Regions from separate parts of the Mus musculus genome. Here all the other regions are linked to region 4. A link is a contact called in public Hi-C and HiChIP or PLAC-seq data. All regions are on one chromosome and are shown on one strand. The core of a region is the stretch at or near the end of the contact, and the rest is flanking DNA. Distances in the headings are between cores, read along the strand shown. Region 1 overlaps Pdss2 (prenyl (solanesyl) diphosphate synthase, subunit 2). Region 2 overlaps Pdss2 (prenyl (solanesyl) diphosphate synthase, subunit 2). Region 3 overlaps Pdss2 (prenyl (solanesyl) diphosphate synthase, subunit 2). Region 4 overlaps Sobp (sine oculis binding protein).

Evidence for each region. A called contact is a pair of places that touch in the nucleus more often than the background predicts. HiChIP or PLAC-seq counts read pairs in DNA pulled down with a chosen protein or histone mark.
Region 1: a Hi-C map of cerebral cortex shows a contact between it and region 4, with 2.1 times the contacts expected there. The contact joins two enhancer-like sites. A contact is called at or near these places in 3 of 484 Hi-C or Micro-C datasets (cerebral cortex, cortical neurons and nephron progenitors).
Region 2: an H3K4me3 HiChIP or PLAC-seq map of embryonic basal ganglia shows a contact between it and region 4, with 4 times the contacts expected there. The contact joins two enhancer-like sites. A contact is called at or near these places in 2 of 484 Hi-C or Micro-C datasets (embryonic stem cells and nephron progenitors) and 6 of 115 datasets of contacts at active chromatin or transcription factors (acute myeloid leukemia, embryonic basal ganglia, embryonic forebrain and 3 more).
Region 3: a contact with region 4 is called in an H3K4me3 HiChIP or PLAC-seq map of embryonic hindbrain, with 4 times the contacts expected there. The contact joins two enhancer-like sites. A contact is called at or near these places in 1 of 15 datasets of contacts at CTCF or cohesin (the NIH/3T3 cell line) and 3 of 115 datasets of contacts at active chromatin or transcription factors (acute myeloid leukemia, embryonic hindbrain and neural tube).

What each region holds. Positions count from the first base shown.
Region 1 is chr10:43,278,469-43,281,168 of GRCm38.p6, forward strand. The region is part of intron 1 of Pdss2 (prenyl (solanesyl) diphosphate synthase, subunit 2); the gene reads left to right. Among named protein-coding and RNA genes, the nearest start is that of Pdss2, 58 kb to the left of the region's middle. Within about 2 kb of position 1,328, at least 37 of the 459 cell types and tissues checked have an H3K27ac peak or open chromatin away from gene starts, as enhancers often do. A contact at or near this core is called in cerebral cortex and cortical neurons, where this site is marked.
Region 2 is chr10:43,438,295-43,441,282 of GRCm38.p6, forward strand. It overlaps Pdss2 (prenyl (solanesyl) diphosphate synthase, subunit 2), which reads left to right. Exons shown (of 8, transcript NM_027772.2): 8 at 1,505-1,954. The coding sequence ends at 1,663. Among named protein-coding and RNA genes, the nearest start is that of Bend3, 39 kb to the right of the region's middle. Within about 2 kb of position 1,572, at least 95 of the 459 cell types and tissues checked have an H3K27ac peak or open chromatin away from gene starts, as enhancers often do.
Region 3 is chr10:43,419,304-43,422,092 of GRCm38.p6, forward strand. The region is part of intron 7 of Pdss2 (prenyl (solanesyl) diphosphate synthase, subunit 2); the gene reads left to right. Among named protein-coding and RNA genes, the nearest start is that of Bend3, 58 kb to the right of the region's middle. Within about 2 kb of position 1,483, at least 20 of the 459 cell types and tissues checked have an H3K27ac peak or open chromatin away from gene starts, as enhancers often do.
Region 4 is chr10:43,019,896-43,022,818 of GRCm38.p6, forward strand. Sobp (sine oculis binding protein) reads right to left here. Exons shown (of 7, transcript NM_175407.3): 6 at 1,087-2,923. The coding sequence ends at 1,098. Among named protein-coding and RNA genes, the nearest start is that of Gm47815, 14 kb to the right of the region's middle. Within about 2 kb of position 1,591, at least 71 of the 459 cell types and tissues checked have an H3K27ac peak or open chromatin away from gene starts, as enhancers often do. A contact at or near this core is called in cerebral cortex and cortical neurons, where this site is marked.

The DNA of each region.
Region 1 (2,700 bases), core at 78-2,577, 260 kb after region 4:
TGGGATAGGAGGGACAGTGCACCTCAGTTCATACTTCCAACACCTGAATTATGCAGGTCCCCCTGTGAGACAAATGGTAAGTCACACTGCTGACTGTTTCAGAGTTCTTCAGAACGGAATCTCTGCTAAGTGCACTGGAAACACAGAAGGCATTTGTTTTGTTCACCGTGGAGGAACTTATTTTAAGTTCTTACTAATGATATTCTGACAGGTAGACAATGCTGTTTGGAATAATTCATGGGAAAAGGTCTTCATACCTTAGTTTTACACTTTGTTGAACTCCCCTAATGAAGACGTTTCTATGACGGGAGAGTGAGCACAGCCACACAGTCTTTCTTTGCTTTAGTTGGGTGCCTTCTGGAATGAAAGCAGGAACACCAAGGTGCATGTCCTGTAGGTGCTGCTGTGACATTAATTCCTCATTGGGGTAAAGGGAGGCGAATCACAGTCTCTTTAAAACTGACTGTATATTAGAATCATATTTGTGGAACTTTACCCCCCCCCCCACTTTCACCCCAGTGCCGACTCTCTACTCCTTTTTAAAGGAGAGATCTTGTTTTCCCATTGGATCATAGTATCATCTTACACTGCCCAGTTTCACCCCTTTGGTAAATGTGCATCCCCTTTCCTACCCCCGCCATGACTTGTCCTGTACAGTGAAATATCTCACTTCTAATAAACTAATTATAGTGTAAGAGAAACAGAAAGAATTTATAAATGAAAACAACAGGCAAACTTAGGGGCAGACATGAATTTAGGAATTTATAGGGTACAAATTGAGAACAAATACCATTTACCAAATACTCCTTTGTAAGTGTGATACGAATGATCATTTTATATAATTAAAACTAGCAGTATTGTTCCAGCTGTTCTTAATGTAAACATTCTTCAATCCAGCTTGGAAAATGCATGGCAATACCTATAGGATGATCGTAGTAAGAAGGTTTCTGAACCCATTGGATTGACCTCTGTAGGTTCAGGATACTTACTCCTACTGAGTTGCTAATGCACACTGGAATGGCTACTCCACCTTTATTGGCAGACTAATCACATTCATAATTTCTTGGCTGTCTTTAGTTTGCTAGCAAGTTACCACAGTGGAACAGCACCTGTGTTCCTGAAAGCCATTACTGTGTCCATGGACTGGAGATTGATTCTAAATAACAATATTGCTTTACACCTTTCTGGGGTGTGGTTAAGGGAACTGCATTACTTCCTTGTTTGTTCTCTGAGACGCCGTGGCAGAGGAGCATCGTTACAGACATGCACTACTCTTGTTTCAATCCATTCTTGCTTCTCATCAGATTCACATTTGTGGTTATCTGCCCTGCATGGCAAGTGCTGGGAAAACATTTGTACAGCATCCTGCCAAGGAAGACTGTGGCCTGTGTGGAATACAGTGGATTCACTGTTCAAGATTTTCATGTGTTTATTAAAAGGGAAAAACCCCAGATACTAGTTAATTATATTCGTTTGAATTACTACATCTTGTGGTTAGTGTGTTGAATTTGTTAAATAGTTTAAGTGTATTCAATACAGAATTACAGCAGTTTTATTGATACACTGGCAAAGAAACAAACATGACCACTCTTTACCATCTGTTTATAATGCTATATAAAGAAGACCATGTTGGTTACCATGGAAACTGCATTTCCCAAACCACAGAGTGTTTGCTTAAAATCTCCAATCTTTTAAAGTCATAAGCTTTTCCCAAAAAAGGGGGAAAAAAAAGAAAAAGTATTAAAATATTAAAATGTCCAGTGGGATTTTTTGTTGTCGTTCTCCTGAAAGTAATATTTCTGTAAAATTTATGCCAAAACTGTTATTTTACCTCAGGATCTCATTGATTAGGTTGTAGGCTCTTACTTTGAGAATTTGGGGTGTTTTCAAAAACTGGGGAGAAAACGTAAATGCTATCCTACTTAGAGGTACAACTCCTTTTTTTATATATACCATAAATGGCTTTTTCAGAAACCCTTGTAAGGAAAAACAATGAAAAGGAGTCTGAAGATGTAGCACGTATAATAACATAGTAGCTGGGGCACAAAGGTGCTTGGAGCCGGGCATGGTGGCACACGCCTTTAATCCCAGCACTCGGGAGGCAGAGGCAGGCAGATTTCTGAGTTCCAGGCCAGCCTGGTCTACAAAGTGAGTTCCAGGACAGCCAGGGCTACACAGAGAAACCCTGTCTCGAAAAACCAAAAAAAAAAAAAAAAAAAAAAAAAAAAAAAAGGTGCAGAATCACACTAGCTAACAGAGTCTCGGCTGCCATTTTAGGTAATGTGGGAAGACTACAGCAGGGAGCTCATAGCTTTAAGCAGAGCTGTTGAGACATTTAAAACTGAGGCTGTTAAGAACTGTTTGTGTGGTTAGGAGAGAGAGGTCAGTCAGCAAAGATTTGCCTTGCAGACACTGAGTTCAATCCCCAAAACCCACACAAACGTGTTGTCTGGGGCCACATAGTTGTGATTTTAGCACTGGGGAGACGGACAGAATGGGTCGCTGGCGCTCTCAGGAAATCCCTGAGATGTAATTGGTGATCTTCAGACCAATGAGAAACTGTTTCTCAGCAGAGGCAGCCGTTCTTGAGGATGACACTCAACATTTCCTCTGGCCTCCATACACATGGACACATGCATGCAGGTCCACCCTATACACATGGACACATACATGCAAGTCCACCCCATACACATGGACACA
Region 2 (2,988 bases), core at 322-2,821, 420 kb after region 4:
TGAGAACCCCAGTGTAGCACAGTTTAAAAAGTAGAAAATCAAAGAGCTCAAAGGAGCTGCAGAGATGAGGGCTTGCTGACTGTCAGTGAAGATGTCCACATCCGTCCAGCGGTGGCAATGCTGTCTGTTAGTCTCAGCACTCAGGAAGTAGAGGCAGGCAGCTCTCTGAGTTCCAGGACAGCCAGCACCTTCCTGGCAGGATATCCAGGTCAGAGAAACCCTGTCTCAGAAAACGAAAAGGAAACGTTCACAGGAAGGCTGTAATGCTCCCTGCTGTGACTCAGGTATCCAGGCAGTAGAATATCTCTGCTGTGGGGCTACCCCAGCGCCAGAGGGAAAGCCCTAGAGGGATTCCCACGGACAGTTCCGTGCTGCATCCCGTCCATAGCATGCATCTTCCATGACTCATAGACTGGGTCTTACTACCTGGCCCCACCCAGTCTCTAAGAGTCAGAGGAGTTGGCCTCAGGTGAGCTAGCCAGGGACTGCCTGGTGCCTAGGTGAGGGAGTGAGGGAGACCCTCACTGAGACTATTGAACAGGACAAGGTCATTTAAGTTCAAAAGATGAAGCCTTTTCCAACTACAACTATAATGATTTTGTTTAGTGTTTTTAAGATGTTATTGCTAGTCACTTGTATGGCCTGGCGCATATGCGTGCAGCTAGCTGCCTGTGGAAGCTTTGGGGAGCCGCCAGAGATGGAGGAGAGTGCAGGCCAAGGCAAATCTGCAGCCCCCTCTTTGTTTTTCTGTTTGTTGGTTTGTTTTTTGAAATAGAGTCTGGCCATGTAGTCCTGGCTGACCTCTAACTCACAGAAATCCACCTGCCTCTGCCTTCCAAGTGTTGGAATTAAAGGTGAGCATTGCCCGTCAGACCCTTTGGTTCTTTCTTTGGTCACAGAGAGAGACCGGAAGTCAATTTGCTGGCTGGTGAGAACCACTACATTAGCAAAAATGCTTTGTTCCATTTTCCCGAGGAAAATATTTTTGTTTTTAAATAAGTCATACTCAGATTTAATAATATGTGTTTTTCTTGAATTTTGATTATTGTATCAACATAAGGTGTTTGAATTGTTTTTTTTTTAAGTTTGAAGATGTTAATGGAGGCTCCTCCTCCCTCCCCACCCCCCACCCCCTCCCACACACACACACACATAAAATAGAGGCTGTTGAATTCGCTGTTGAATTCCAAATGCCAGAGATACCACAGCTTGGCCTTCATTACTGCCTTCCCAGCATGGGACTCTGTGCAGATCAAGGGGTGGCTGTGAGAGGAGCTGTAATTGGGCTGATTGGAGCCATTGTGCTGCTCTGGAGCGAGGCTCCCGTAGCCTTAGGGAGGTGATGGTGTCTGGAGAGCACCTGGAAACCTGTCCTCTTTCTCCAGACGAGAGAGCAGAAATACTGGATTTACGTGTTTCCTGTCCCTCACTCCCACCCCCAGTTAAATTGTGGTCCTCACTGTACAACCAAAACCTGACTTATTGTGCATTTATTTCCTAACAGTTGCGAGAAACAATCAAAGCTGGCAAAGGTGTGACTTCAGCTATTGACCTGTGTCGTTACCATGGAAACAAGGCACTAGAGGCCCTGGAGAGCTTCCCTCCCTCAGAGGCCAGATCGGCTTTAGAAAACATTGTGTTTGCTGTGACCAGATTTTCTTGACACCAAATTAAAAAGACACTATTGTTCCTTAGCTGAAAAACCCAGAGAATGAGGCGGACAGGAGAGCTTTTGGTGATGAAATAAGTAACGTGTTTAATGACTTTAGAAATATATGTATTTTTTTTTTCTGTCCTTTATCTGACTGCTTAATGAATCTATCCTTTGGAACCACTACAAACAAAACGAGAAGGAAAAAGGTCACGCGGTTTTCACTTGTCACGCCAGAGCACACTTGAGGCTTCAGCAACAGAAATAATTAATGAGACTCGCTCCCGTGACCTCAGCAAATGGACAGGAAATAAGTCCTTATTGATTGGACCAAGCCCGGGATGGCGCCAGGGCGGTGGCTGTGGTTTTCCTTCCACAGAGGACAGAGCAAGCTGGAAGCTGCAGGTGTCGAGCGAAGCACTGGATGCCAGCTCTGGGGGACACATCAACACCAATGACCAGTCTGTCGTAGTGGAGAAGACCTCAACGCATTAAGCAAAAGTCTGTGTTGCCTGCTGTCTTGAAATCATGTGCATATAGTGTGAGAGGCTTGGGCATCCTAGTTCTTATCAGATTTGGGAGAAGTGAAGGAGATGTTAAGCTGCCAAATACTTGAAATTGAATATTAAAATGTTACCAAGTGTTGACTCAATTGTATAAGAAAGTGTCTGCCTTTCTTTCTTAAAGATCAAATTTAGGACACATTTCAAGCTTGGCATGGTGGCACACACCTTTAATCTCAGCACTCGGGAGGCAGAGGCAGGCTGATCTCTGCGTTCGAGGCCATCCTGGTCTACAGAGTGAGTTCCAGGACAGCCAGAGCTACACAGAGAAACCCTGTCTGGAAAACAAACAAAAAAGATACAATTCAAAGGCCAGTTTCTATATTTCAAAAGCCACGTATCCATTTATGACACTTTGTCTGGGGGACTCCCTCTGGTGTCCCCAGCTTTCAGCAGTGTAACTGTAGTACTGGGCCTTGGTTGGTGAGAGTTTTGTTTTAACCTCAGAATGTCAACTTTTGATATTGAGACACAGACACTGAGTTCCAGAAAGAATACAAGCGCTCACATAGGCCTGCAATCGGATTCTGGCTCCATGCGGTTGGCAGACGGTTGCCGTGGTTTGCACAAATGCAATCGGAGAATCCCGTTGACAAGAAGGCTGAGTTTACATAACTGGTCTCGACTGCCTTTCCTCCTCCTGTGTGTAATTACAGCCCTATCTGGAGACAGAAAACACGGGAAGCAGATTGTATTACCTACTCTGCTCAAACACTAGGGAAGTCATCTTAGTTGAATTCCTCCTCCCAAAAGTTTGAAGCAGGCCCTCCTGTG
Region 3 (2,789 bases), core at 233-2,732, 400 kb after region 4:
AGGCTCAGACATTTTTAGGAGCATATTGGCTGTAGAAAATGTCCTCCCCGCTGACTGCTTCAGTTGCCCAGTCTCTGTTTCTCAATAGAGAGAATGTCCCCTCAACCTCCGAGTTCCTAGTGCTATTCTGACAATTAAAGGCAAAGCACAGTTGGTCTGGATAGATTTCAGTAACTAACCAGATCTTGTCACCCTCACACAGACATAAGCCCAGGTATCGTGAGGGACCGTGTCCTTCTGTAGGGACATTCGCAGGTGCAGCCTGTGGTATTCTGATGTGTAAGGAGCACTGTGGAGCTGGGGAACACAAACATGGGGACTTCTGTCTCCACGTCACTGTTCTCTGTATGATCTCATTGCTAATGATTGGTGCTCACTTGGCTAATGCAGGCAGCATTAGCTTGGAGTTCTTCTGATCGGATTATCTATAGGACAGTATTTGAAGAACTCAGCAGCCATTTCAGGAGACTGTTGTGGAATTTATTTCTTTCTGAAATTTTCTTTCCCAAGATCCTAATTTTACCAAAAAAAAAAAAAAAAAAAGCAGTTTCAGAGAACCATAGAGAATAATTTCAGTTGTTCGTGTAGCTTTAAATCCTTCACTCAGATTGTATCTAAGAAGAGGAAGATGTTACAGAGGGCTGGAAGAAATGCTCATTTTTAAATCAGTCTCAGCTCGAGTTCCAGTATATCCCTCACAGTCACTGAGTGAAATAGTAAGCTTCTTTTTCTTTTTCTTTTGGTATGTATTTGTTTTGGTTTTTTGCTTTTTTTTTTTTTTTTTGTATTTGGTTTTATAACAGGATTTCACTATGTAACCCATAATTTCTTCCCAAAAATTCTTCCATCTTCCTGCCTCAGCCTCCTGAGTGCCAGGCTTACAGGCATGGCCGTCACACCTGCCTTTGAATTACTTCTTTTTTTTTTTAATCATTTATTTACTTTATTTATGTGAGTACCCTCTAGCTAGTCTTCAGACACACCAGAAGAGGGCATCAGATCTCACTACGGATGGTTGTGAGTTGCCATGTGGTTGCTGGGAATTGAACTCAGAACCTCTGAAAAAGCAGTCCTTGCTCTTAACCGTTGAGCCATCTCTCCGGGCCCCTTGAATTACTTCTTAACTGAGTTCTGGTGGCAGCGACTCCTGGATATGAATGCTTTATAGTGCTCTGGTGTCTTTCTTCTTAAGGTATTAAAACACTCAACAAGTTTCTAGTCATTAAATCTTTTCCTTCCTCTTAAAGTAGCAGGCAAGGTGGCAATTCTAGAGTGTCAGATGGAAACGCCAAGACCATCTCTCCTACATGCGTAGTTAAGACAGAACAGGGCTCGTAAGATGCACGTTCTTACCAAGTGCTGAGTCTTGGCATTGTGCAGTGTTGTGGGACAGTCGGTGACCATGCTGGTTCTGTGCGTGTGGCTCTCAGACTGCTCTGTTCCTCAGCCGCCAACCCAGCATCAGGTACTGCTACTCTGCCCGTTGCTAGGGGAGGCCGCCACCTAGTGAACTGCAGCAGTTCCTGGGTGTGCAGGACGGGTGCAGAAGCCTCTCAGACCACGCGCTGGGTTTGCTATGGCAACTAATGTACATGTCCAAGAGAAGACGAATATGTTGACTGCTCTCGCTTAGAAAAACATCTCCAAACGTCTGTGTATTTTCCCCATCTGGAGCTGAGCGTATGCCTGCCGTTGAGCCTACTGCTCCTTGAAATCAGCTGCTGCTAAAGGACCAAGGCAGATGGTATTTTTACCACTTCAGGCAAAACATGGCACCTATGGTTCGACTTTCTACAATTTTAATTTTTTAACATTTTCAAGATGGCTTGTTTAAATATCTCCATCACAGAGACACAGACTAGTTCCCGAATCACTGCTCCAGCTACACAGGCACTGGCAAAACTCACTTGATCAGAAGCAGACTCGGAGGCACTGTGCGGTCTGCCTCGTGTTTGCTCTTTCCCAGGAGCCTGAGAGTGCTGTGAGTGGCCTGTGACACGCATGCTGATTTAGACACAGAGTTGCCGTGCTCCTTCTGCCCTCGCCTCTACTTTATTAACTATGCATTTCTTATCATTTGGCCCGTGACTCCAAATAGAAGTGTGGCTTGTTCTGTTTTGCTTTCCAGTTTTTAAAGGCATTTATTCCTGTTATTATTATTTGCCTGTGTGAGGTTTGTGTGAGAGTGCAGGTGCGTGCATGATGCACACCTACATGAAGCTCTGAAGAATAAATTTTCTCCTTCCATGGTAGGGTCTGGGATTGAATTCAGGTTGTCGAGATGGCCCTTTACCCACTGAGCCAGCTCACTGACCCTGGGTTTTAAGATTTATTTATTTTATTATTTTATATGCATGCATATTTTACCTGCATGTATGTATATACCACATGGGTGCTTAGGGAATTAGATATTGGGGAACTGGAATTACAGGAGGTTGAGGACCACCCAGTGTGTGTGTTGGAACTGAACTGGAATCCTTTAGAAGAGCAGAACGTATTTGTGGGGATGTGGAGGGCTCACTATGTAGCCCTTGCTGTCCTGGACTCACTCTGTAGACCAGGCTGGCCTCAAACTCACAGATATTCACCTGCCTCTGCCTCCCAAGTGCTGAAATTAAAGGTGGGTACCACTGGTGCCAGGCACAGAGTGATTCATGACTTGAGAGCCCCATGATGTCCTCTTAGGAAGGTCACCCAAAACACAGAATGGCTCACGGGGTGAAGAAAGATGAATTCTTTAGGCCTGTAGTCCCAGTCACTACAGTGCAAGAGAGACCCTGAGCATGGGC
Region 4 (2,923 bases), core at 341-2,840:
TGCATACCCTGTGAAGATACTCGTCCTCCTCCCCTCCCCCAGGCCTCGTCCCCCCCCCCCACCATAGGACGTAGTCAACCTACTTTGCACATTCTTCTGTGTGTCCCCAGCCCAGGGAAGGAGCAGTGTCTAAGTTAAATGCTGGAGGAACACCCATTTCTCTTCTTTCTGTAATCGGTTAATAAACAATGTTTATTATAACAAACCAATGTTTTGGCTTGTTGCCTGCTTGGATAGATGGGAGAGCTCACCCTCTGCGATTGAATGGACAGGCCTGAAGTCAACACCGGGTCCGCCACCGACAAGCTCTGACTGAGCAAATATTTCCAAGTCACAGCTTCCTTCTTGGTAGTATGCTACCGGACGCCTACTCCACTAGGATTGGCAAGAGTCGCTACAGTGGTTCATGTGTGGTCCCCGCCATCTCACAGAACTGTTGGCTCACTGGATATTAAGTAGGGTACAGCAGTCATAGGGTACAGAGACATGCCTGCCACTTCATTAAGGTCTACACGTAGAAGTGAGACTCACCAGCTCAGCCACTGAGTACCCGAAAGGGGGGCGTGGTAGGTTGGCCGTAAGGCTAGTTTTTCATTTTAGCCCACAGATATGGTTATCTTGAGAAGCTAGAGTAAGAGTCATCTGCCAAATGGACTACCAGCTCTAGGTGCTCGCCCACTGATGGGTTACCCAGACATTTCAATACTGCTCTGCAACCTCCTAACTGAACAGTAAGATTCCTCAAGTAATCGTCCCTCCCATGCCTCCTTTTCCAGTTGGATAAATTAGGTATGAACCCGAAAAGAAGAAAATAGTGTGTCACAAAACAGAGTGTGCTTTCAACTCAGGTTCAAGGGCTTGAGTGATCTTGGCTCTTAACTGTCTCTCGGCTGTAAACTGCTAATGGTGTACTAAATAGCATTGCCAGCTGTCATAGGTATTGGATCAAAACGTTGATGGTACCTGGCCACCCAGAGTGCTCAGAGAAAGCGGTAAGTGACACGATGGCTGCATCTCACCTCCGCCTCTAACAAGCAAGGTGAGGGGCGCTGTCTCTTGGAGGAACGCCCAGGTGGACATACAAACCTTTTATTTTTTTACTTATTCTGGTTTCTAATTCGGAGGCACCTCCTTTTGAGCGGAGGCTCCAGGTCCTCAGGGCCAGCGCTGAGCATGGGCGAGGAGATGACGCACGGCGTCATGGCAGCCTTCTCCGCGGGTTTTGGCACAGGCTGGATCACGCAGCCGGTCTTGGGCAGCATCCGCAGAGCATAGGCGTGGTCCTCGTCCGCGGGGTTATTGAGGTTCGGGTCCGACTTGTCGCCCCCCGCCAGGGCTTCCTCCCCCATCAGTTTTTTGGTCGCTTCCCCGTCCAGGTGGCAGTTGGAAGCGCAGTTGTTCTCCTTGACCGACTCCAGCTCGTTCACCACAGGCTCCTCGGACGACAGTAGCTTTTTGGGAGGGGCTGGGGGCGGCGGCTGCTCCGGCGGGGGCTCCGCGCCCTTGGCCTCGGCCGGGGCGCTGCGGGTGCCGTTCACGATGACGTTGCAGGCGGCAGCGGCCTCGGGGCCCGCGGGGGCGCCCGGGCCGGGGTCGCCGGCGGCGGGCGGGCTGCAGTGGCCGTCCCTGCAGCCGCCGCAGGTCCTGCGCTCCGCGGCTCCCGGCTCGCGCTCCGCCTTGACGTGAGCGTGCAGCGCACGGTGTATCACGTTGTGCAGCCGGGCTCGGTGGCCCACGGTCAGGTCGATGACGCCGTCCTGCGGGCCGTGCAACACGCCCGCGAAGCCCGGCTGGCCTCCCGCACCCGCGGGGCTGCCTGCGCGCCGGGTCAGGTCCACCACCTCCCCACGACCGCGCTCCGCGGGCGCCAGGCTCAGAGCCTGGCCGGAGCTTCCGGGTGGCGAGTCGGCTGACTTGGAAGAGCCCTGCTTGGAGTCCCGCGGGGACAGGGAGCGTCCACCAGCCTTGCCTCCCGCCGCCGATGAGTCGCCCGGAGCGCTCGGAACGAAGCTCTCCCCGTTGCTGGAAAATCCGTTGGGGGGCTTGGAATCGTTCACATGGGGAATGGGGATAGGGATAGGGATGGGCACCGGCAGGGGCACTATCACTGGGTACGGCACGAGCAGCGTGGGGGGCGGCACCAGCGGGGCCAGCGAAGGCAGCCCGAAGTTCATCATCTGGGGAACCGGCATCGGGCCGTTTGGCATCATGCTAACCGGAGGGAAGGGAAGGCTGGGCAAGGGCGCGCCCGGGGGCGGCGGGGGCAGCAGCCCTGGGGGGTTCCCAGGCATGGTAGGGGTACTTGGGGGGTGGATGTGGGGCGATAGCATGGGCCGGTGCATGGGGCTGGAAGTGGGGCCTAGGTTCCTGGGGCCTCCGGGCGGGGCCCCAATGCCCGGGAGCATGGGGTTGGACAAGGGACTATTGGGGTTGGAGGCGTGGTGCGGTGGTCCGCGGATGAAGGGCGGGCGGATCTGCTGGATAATTTGCTGCTCCATGAAGATGGGCAGGGGCACTGGGCCGCGGTTGGTCATCACCATGGGAGGGCTGCGAGGCGGGACACCCAGTGGAGGTCCGATGCTAGCAGGTGGCTGGACCGAGACGGGAGGGATGCTCGGAGTCTCGCTGATGGGGAGGGACTTGGGCACTGGCGTGGGGATTTTAGTGACAGAGCAGTTGGCAGTGTCAGATGGAGAAACGGTGGTGGACGAGGATGGGCCGGGGCCCTGGCTTTGGCCAGCTGCAGTCACGGGGGAAGGGGCTTTCCTCCGAGCATCTGTTAGCGGGATATTCCAAGAGTCTGGCGTGAGCAGCTGCACCCCGGTGCCTTCTGCTTTACTTTCCATGTGAGGGTGGAGTGTGCTGCACAGCCCGGCTGGAAGATTGGCCTGTGTCTCTTTGTAGAAAATGTCCATTTTGTATT